3 separate regions of the Mus musculus genome follow, and all the other regions are linked to region 1. The links are chromatin contacts, called in public capture Hi-C and promoter capture Hi-C maps. All regions are on one chromosome and are shown on one strand. The core of a region is the stretch at or near the end of the contact, and the rest is flanking DNA. Distances in the headings are between cores, read along the strand shown.

Region 1 (2,700 bases), core at 194-2,693:
GATGGTTGTGAGCCACCATGTGTTTGCTGGGATTTGAACTCTGGACCTTCGGAAGAGCAGTCGGGTGCTCTTACCCACTGAGCCATCTCACCAGCCCATCTTTGCCATTTTTAAAGGGAAAAACAGGCATTAATTATCTCTCCTGTATCTCTAAACATTGCCAGAAAGCTGGATGCCAAGATACTCCAGAATGTCTGTCTCTTGCTTGTTGAAATAAGAGTCTCAATAGGGGGAGTCTTCCTAGACCTGAGCCCCAGGAGGAGAATCAGAGATGTCCCGTTGGTCTGTAGCTTCTTCATCCTTTGCAAAGCTCAAGACCTGATCACAGGCATCATGTGATCACATTCTGGATTGGGTTCGAGGTTCTTCTAATCTCTAGTTCTTCCTTCCACGTCAGGTTTTCCTTCTTGTTTTGCCTTCGGTTCTTGTCTCTCCCTCTCTGCAGCAGTCTGGCTCTTTTTTTACTTAGCCTTTCGGCACACAACCATCTTTGATGTGTCTGCCACTGTTCTCTTAACCTAGATGCCACGCCTCAAGCTCTTGCCATCTTCCAAAACCTGCTCTAATTAGCTTCTACTGTCAGAACAAACGTCTTTGCTTGGTACTCAGGCCACACACACCTGCTCCTAAACTACTTTGTATCTCATTTCCTACTCTGCTTCTTTTGCACTTTTAGCTAAAGTGTCTTAACGCTTTGTTCCCTAACTCTATGGGCATTCCCTGGCCTCTCCACTTTTCCGATGATCCCTTCCAGGAAGGGCCATTGCTCTCTGTCTACACTTATGCTTTGCTTCTGGAATCAAAAAAAGAAAAAAGAAAAAGAAAAATAAGAAGAAACCACTCCTTTTCCCGAGCTTTCTGTTTGGATGTGGTTTCCTTGACTGGAGATCTTTTAACTGGTTAGGGACCTTATATTGCCTTACCCGATTCTTATTTCCTCAGACCAATAGATGCATTGGAGGGTAGAGCTATGATTTATGCATCACCGATCCCCTGAAACTAGCAACAGCTCCGGGCACACATATGTTCAGTAGATATTTTACTAATTCAGCAATTATTTATTGGGTTTGTTGAAGGAACTCTGCTTCTCCAGGTGACCTTGGGCAATTTCCTGAGCCCACCCTACTTACCTGCCGTGTGTGTGTGTGTGTGTGTGTGTGTGTGTGTGTGTGTGTGTGTGTGTGTGTGTCCGGACTCATAAATGGATAATGAATATAAAAGTACATTGGAAATAAAGAAACAAAGTGTCACCTACATGTCTTGTGTTGTTATTTCGCAGCAACTTTACCGCTAAGTCTTTTGTGAAATATTTTAATGAATTTAAAAGAAGCGGGCACATCCCTCCTGCCAGCAGGTGGCAGCATCCTCGCGCCACGCGTTCTGGGAGGCGTTTTGGCTCTCGCGCCACGCCGTAGGCCGGCGTCCCGTCTGTGCGCCGATGGGCGGGAGGGCCAGAGGGATGTCGCTTCTGCGGTCGCTGCGCTTCTTCCCGGTCGCGTGCACCGGCCGCTCGGTGAGCGCGCGCGCCCTTCCCTTCTCCCGACCCTGGCCCCGCGGATGGTGCTCCCCCTCCTCCCGTTCTGCTCCGGGAGCTCATCCCTTTCTCCTTACTCTCCCCAGGCGAGGGCTGTCCTGCTCCAGCCGTCCCAGCCATGGCTCACGTTTCACGCCGGCCCCTCGCTGTCCTCTGCTGCCTCCAGCAAGGAGCTCCTTATGAAACTGCGGCGGAAAACCGGCTACTCCTTTGTCAACTGCAAGAAGGCTCTGGAGACTTGTGGCGGTGACCTCAAGCAGGTGGGAGGAGGTGCTGCGAGATTTGGTGCTACGGCTCCACCCCATTCTTTCCTTCCGGGGGTCACTCTGCGGAGCATAGACATGACCTGCTGCTGCCCAGTGTCCTGTGCGACAGAACTGGCCAAAGAGGAAAATTTGGCTTAAACGAGAGCTTTACCCTTCGACTGCGTTTTCACTGGAAGCAGTTAACCTAGAAACTTAACTTGCTGAATTCCATGTTCCTTATGGCTATGAGATTTGCTGCTGCCTGGAGATCGGTGTTTGTATAAATTTAGGAGTTAGACTCCAGAGGCTCTCACACCCGCTCAAACTCTGGAGATCGCAATGAATCCTTTCGTGTTGTCAGCGTTGTCTGTATAATGAAAACACTACCATCTATCCTATAGTGGGGTTGTAAAGATTAAAAGTAGAGAAGCAACAGCGACTACAGCGCTTGGTGTAAAGCATTTAGTAGTTTCTCTTATAGAATGTGGGTGTGCAGAAAAAGTCATATGGGGGCTGGAGAGATGGCTCAGCGGTTAAGAGCACTGGCTGCTCTTCCAGAGGTCCTGAGTTCAATTCCCAGCAACCACATAGTGGCTCACAACCATCTGCAGTGGGGTCTGATGCCCTCTTCTGGTGTGTCTGAAGACAGATACAGTGTACTCATACATAAGATAAATAAATCATTAAAGAAAAAGAAATTATAAAAAGTCATATATGGTTTGGACATATTTTAAAGTACCTTTCATTTCTAGTTCCTGTGACTGACTTTCCCCTCTGTTTCTTTTGCATTTGTAGGCAGAGGACTGGCTGCACAAACAGGCCCAGAAGGAAGGATGGAGCAAAGCCGCCAAGCTCCACGGGAGGAAGACTAAAGAAGGCTTGATTGGACTTCTGCAGGAGGGAAACACAGCTGTTTTAGTA
Region 2 (2,700 bases), core at 174-2,673, 1.6 Mb before region 1:
TGTGTGTGTGTGTGTGTGTGTGTTTACAGCTGGACAGCATTCCACAGTGTATATGAACTACATTTTCACTACGTGTTTGTCAGATGTAGGACATTTAGGTTGTTCCATCTCCTGCCTATTGTGTTTGGAGCAGCAATGAGCGTGTCTAAGCAGGTATCTGCAGAGTAACATGTTGAGTCCCTCTGGCATATGCCAAGGAGAGATATGGCTGGGTCATGTGATAGATTTATCTCTTGAAAGTTCTCCACACTGATTTCCATAGTGACTATACCAGATTGCTATCCCACCAACAGTGAGTGAGTCCTCCCCATCCTCTCAGTCATTTCTTGTCAGTTGTTCCATTGATCTTTGCCATTCTGACCAGAATAAGGAAAAATCGCAAAGGTATTTTTATTTTTTATTTATTTATTTTATTATTTTTTTTTTTAAATTTTTTTTTTTTTTTTTTTTTTGGTTTTTCGAGACAGGGTTTCTCTGTATAGCCCTGACTGTCCTGGAACTCACTTTGTAGACCAGCTGGCCTTGAACTCAGACATCCGCCTGCCTCTGCCTCCCAAGTGCTGGGATTAAAGGTGTGCGCCACCACGCCTGGCTGAGAAATATCTTAAAAGAAGAAAGTTCATCTCTAGCAATTAGGGAAATGAAAATCAAAAAAAAAAGAAAAAGAAATTCAAGGTCACACTTGGCTAACCAAATAAGTTCCAGGTCAGCCTGGACTACTTGACTATGTTTCAAAATAAATAACTATCTGATAGACTTGATCAGTTAAATTGTGTTGGTACATACAATGTACTAACTACAGTGCTTCATCTGTGTTAATAGGATCTGGAAATAAAATGGTGGTCCAAGCCCAGCGTGGTGGCCTAATCCCAACACTCGAAGCCTCTATTTGGAAAGACGCATTTACAAATGGTTTATTTCTCCCAGGTCTTCTATTTCTAATTCCTACACTTAGAACACATATTTCAAAGAAATAAATCATGGCGTCTTAAGGTGGTTTAGCGCCGCCTTTAGTCCGTCTACTACGGGCAAGAGAGAACCTCTCCAAGTCGTACTACAACTCCCACAATGCATCTCTTTTGTCCTCCCACACTAGGGAGTGTGCGTCCGAATTCTGGATAACTTCCGCTCTGGAACTATCGTAAACCGGATGTTATAGAGCCTTGTAATCACTTCCTGGTTTGGGAATGTAACATTTTAATCTTCCGCCGGAAGGTTAAATAGTTCCACTGATATTTTTCGTCATAGACCATTTCTAGGGACTTATCACAACCCTACATTTCACAGGAAACTCTAAGTAATTAGGTAAATTCGAGCATAATAGCTGCTAGGGAGTAAATAGAATTACAGGTCGCTGAGGGTTTTTTTTTTCAGCGTGAGCGTAGGAATCTCGTACTATATAAGCGGGTCGGGCAAGCCGCCGGATCCTCTTTCGAGTCTTGGCTCCAAGATGGTGAGTGTCGCCGCGTGGTGAGCGCGCGGGCCTGGGTACTGGGGTAGAAGTAGATCTATGGACGGTAGGGACCTGAAAGTCAGAGTCTTGGAGGAGAAAGTGACAAAGGGTCCGTCCAGCCCGGACTTGGCGTGCTCGGGACTTGTACGGGTCTCTGTCGGGGCTGCGGGCGGCGGCCGGCCAGGAAGGGCTGAATTCTCGCCCCCTTTCCAATAGCGTCTCTTTCCATTCTCAGACCAAAAAAAGAAGAAACAACGGTCGCGCCAAAAAGGGCCGCGGCCATGTGCAGCCCATTCGCTGCACGAACTGCGCCCGGTGCGTGCCCAAGGATAAGGCCATCAAGAAGTTTGTCATTCGGAACATTGTAGAAGCCGCTGCTGTCAGGGACATATCTGAAGCAAGCGTCTTCGACGGTAAGTGAGCCACAGCCGTGATTTGTACAGGGACGAAGAGTGAGGAGGGTGTGTATGGCTCGTTGTCTTCAGCTTGGGGAGAAGGTGCCTTTTGTGGCACAGTAAGCAGGCCTAATGATGGGGTTTTAACTTGGTTTTTCTCTTGGGGTGGAGATTGAGGCTCATGCATGGTAGCCAAACCCCTGCATCCCATCCCTGTGAGAGACTGCCTATTTAGGAGAATCTGAAAAAGCATAATTCTTTAGTTATTGAAAAAAATTGAACAGCTTTTAAAACGGGCAAAGACTGGTTTGGGCAGTTTGTGACTTGGTTTTTGGCGTCTCAGAACTCACTGTGTAGACCTACTCAAGAGATCTTCCCTAGTGCTGGGATTAAAGGCGTGCACCACAGCACCTGGCTGGCTTTTGTCTGTTTGTTCATTGTTTTGTTTTTTTCTTGACCTAACAGTAGTAACCATGAGGCCTGCCAGCAGAGTGAGACTCCCTAACTTGAGCTATTCTCATATTGTGTGGCCCACTTTGGCTTTGAGGATGCCTTGGCCTTTTGAGTGGCAACCTCTAGCCCAAGAGTTGAACTCTTGGTGTATGTTGGGTGTGGTGTTGGTTTCTCTGGTTTTCATTGGGTGTCATTTATCAGTAAAACTTGGAGGTTAGGGTAATCCTGACCAATAGAATAAGAGAATCACAGGAAAGGGCGTCTGTCTAATCTGCTTCTCGATTTCTCAGCCTACGTGCTTCCCAAGCTCTATGTCAAGCTGCATTATTGCGTGAGCTGTGCCATCCATAGCAAGGTTGTTAGGAATCGATCCCGCGAGGCCCGGAAGGACCGAACACC
Region 3 (2,700 bases), core at 156-2,655, 1.8 Mb before region 1:
GAGAGTCAGAGGTGGGAGATCTGCCCTGAACTCTGAGGAGAAGGCAGATGATAAACCTGAGGAAAGGTAACTAACTAGTGGGAAAACTAGAATAAACTGGATTACTGAGATATGAGCTAGTTGGGGGAACAGAGCAAAAGCTTATGGCCTGACCATTTATTCATGAAATACTAAGTCTCAGAGTGAGGACAGGAGGATAATCCCAAGGCTATAGAAACCAAAATTATAGCCAGGAATTAAGTACACAGTAGGTTACCTCCAGTAATTGGCAGCTAATACAGCAGGTTTTTAAAAAAACAATCGTCTCCTTTTTCCAGCAGAGTACCAACATTAATCTTTATTCAAAAACAAGTTTAAACATTTGTTCATTTCCAAACTCAACTTCAAACTCAAGATTAAATTTAAAAGAACAGTTTTCCAAACTTGCTAATTTTATCTTGAATACACAATACTACTTCTAAACTGTGTTGAGGCTGTTCCCTTTGCCAAAGGGAGTCAGCCCACTTTGATGCAGTTGTGCCCTGTGAGCAGGATGTTCAAACACTCAAACATTCACCATCTTCAATCTTGCCAGTACCACTCTAGTTCATAAAAAGTAACCCTGAGAAACCAACAGTACCCTCAAGTGCAATTCAGGCACACTGAAGAATTTTAAACTCAGAAATTCCCAAGAACAAAAAAGTAGTTACTGGACTTTAAAAAAAAAAACCTCACTATTATCTTGAGAGACCAAAGCTGGGCATCCTTCTACTGGTTAGTGCTACAAAAAGTGATTCATCTATCAGCCCTCTTATACGACATGAGGACAAATTCCAATCTGAAGATGAAGTTGAGTAGAAGGAACCAAAGATACTACAGCTAATCTTCCCTCAGGAACCTTTCTTTTGGAGTGACTGAAGAGGGTTGCTGTGAGCTAAGACCGTTGTCTTCTTACCTTTTGTCCACCCCAGTACGAGGCTATGAGCCCGAGAATATGTCAGTGCTTTATCACTGAGCTCTACCCACAGCCCTGAGCCAGTGTATGTCGCAAATAAAACACACACAAAAAAAACAAAAAACCAAGGAGGTAGCTGGTGCTTTCTGTAAATGAATTATAATATGCATTAAGAAGTCAAAAGTTCTCAGACTAATCTGATTTTCTACACGAATTTAAGGTTATAAGGGAAAAAAAAAAGCCTTAGGATAGATTTCCTCAATCTACCACCATGTGACTGACAGCAGGATAGAAAGCAGAGCCCAGGAGACAATGGGAAATAAATATGACATGGCCTTGACTTCCCAGAGGTAAAGGTTATGAAACCCCAGAGTAAATGAGCTTCCAATGTCATACTTACAGGGTGAATGGCAACAGCTGATGGCTGTTCTCTCAGAAAGACTTCAATGACTGAATATACAGCTGTCACTTCTCTGCTTCCTGAAACTCACCTGACCTTCTTTTTTCCTGAGCCTCTATGCTAGACAGTGCAGAGAAAACAAAATAGTCCCCCAAACTAACATTATGTATACTCAGCCTACGCAGATTAGAGATAAAACACTAGACTAGCAGAAGTGTGCCACCTTAGCAAACACATGGTAAAGAGGTCTAATAACATTCCCTAAACATATACAGTAGTCATCTTTCCTGTATTCAGCAGTTTCTGGCACAGCAGAATCAACATTCTGGGGACAATAGTATGTGAGAACTGTAAAGTCCAACAGAATCACAAACCCCCAAGGACCCATGTTTTCTACCTTTGTATGATTGAAACCAAAGTCATGATCACTCATCAAAAAACTCTTCTCAAAAGTTCCTATCTCTTTTTTCTGGAATCTAAATGGCCACACACACACACTCAATTTAACTCTCTGCCTCTGTCTCTGTCTCTCTCACAAGAGGAGATCTTCTCAGCTTTGCTCTAGTTGACTGTAGGACAAAGAAAAGCAGGTAGAGGAAATGAAGGCTTCACACTTAAGACCCCCAGGAAACCAATTTCTATTAAAAGTCACCACCTCCTTCCCTTAGAAGCAGGAAGCTATTGCTTTTAAGGGTAAGTGATACCAAGCTTGGCAGAAATGGCAAGAAGTCAATAAAGGGAAGTAAAACTTTTAAGAAAAAGTAAATGCTATCTTACCCAAAATATTCAGAGAATAACAATGCAAAAAAAGGGGGGGGGATTTATTTGAGCACTCAGAAATATAGAATGAAGGTCTTTTTACTTGAACTACTTGAAAAACACAGATTCTTGGTGTCATACTAACCTAATATATCAGACTCTCAAGAGGACAGGCTTATAGATCTGTATTCTGTAATTAGTTATTAATAGTATACATATGCACACACATGTAACAGTTCGTGGCGTGCATGTAAAGGTCAGAGAACAATTCTGGGGAGTCAATTCTACTTTGACTATTTGTTCTTAGGACTGAATCCAAGCTGCCATACTCGAATACCAAGTACTTTCACCTCCTGAGCCATTTTGCTAGACTAAGGCGCTATCTCTCTGTTTTTATTGAGACAGGGTCTTACTGTGTAACCCTGGCTGACTGTAACTTGCTTTGTAGATTAGGTTGGTCTTGAATGTACACACTCACTATGTTTCTTAAAAGGACAATGGTGTTCTTTACTTATGTGCAGCCATACTTAGAAATAACTACAATTATATTTGACAAAGTACTTTCTTAAAAATCCCAAAAACATCTTCTCATTAAATCCAAATAAAG

Evidence for each region. Promoter capture Hi-C pulls out the DNA fragments that hold promoters and counts their contacts. Capture Hi-C pulls out chosen DNA fragments and counts their contacts.
Region 2: a contact with region 1 is called in a capture Hi-C map of macrophages, with 9 times the contacts expected there. The contact joins the promoter of Rps26 here to the promoter of Tsfm in region 1. A contact is called at or near these places in 1 of 39 promoter capture datasets (embryonic stem cells) and 1 of 9 other capture datasets (macrophages).
Region 3: a promoter capture Hi-C map of pre-B cells shows a contact between it and region 1, with 4 times the contacts expected there. The contact joins the enhancer-like site here to the promoter of Tsfm in region 1. A contact is called at or near these places in 2 of 39 promoter capture datasets (embryonic stem cells and pre-B cells).

What each region holds. Positions count from the first base shown.
Region 1 is chr10:127,029,557-127,032,256 of GRCm38.p6, reverse strand. It overlaps Tsfm (Ts translation elongation factor, mitochondrial), which reads left to right and starts at 1,443. Exons shown (of 6, transcript NM_025537.3): 1 at 1,443-1,513; 2 at 1,621-1,794; 3 at 2,575-2,700. The coding sequence starts at 1,460.
Region 2 is chr10:128,625,229-128,627,928 of GRCm38.p6, reverse strand. Rps26 (ribosomal protein S26) reads left to right here and starts at 1,423. Exons shown (of 4, transcript NM_013765.2): 1 at 1,423-1,453; 2 at 1,689-1,866; 3 at 2,592-2,700. The coding sequence starts at 1,451.
Region 3 is chr10:128,860,661-128,863,360 of GRCm38.p6, reverse strand. All of the region lies in intron 9 of Sarnp (SAP domain containing ribonucleoprotein), which reads right to left. Among named protein-coding and RNA genes, the nearest start is that of Gdf11, 30 kb to the left of the region's middle. Within about 2 kb of position 1,405, at least 19 of the 459 cell types and tissues checked have an H3K27ac peak or open chromatin away from gene starts, as enhancers often do. A contact at or near this core is called in pre-B cells, where this site is marked.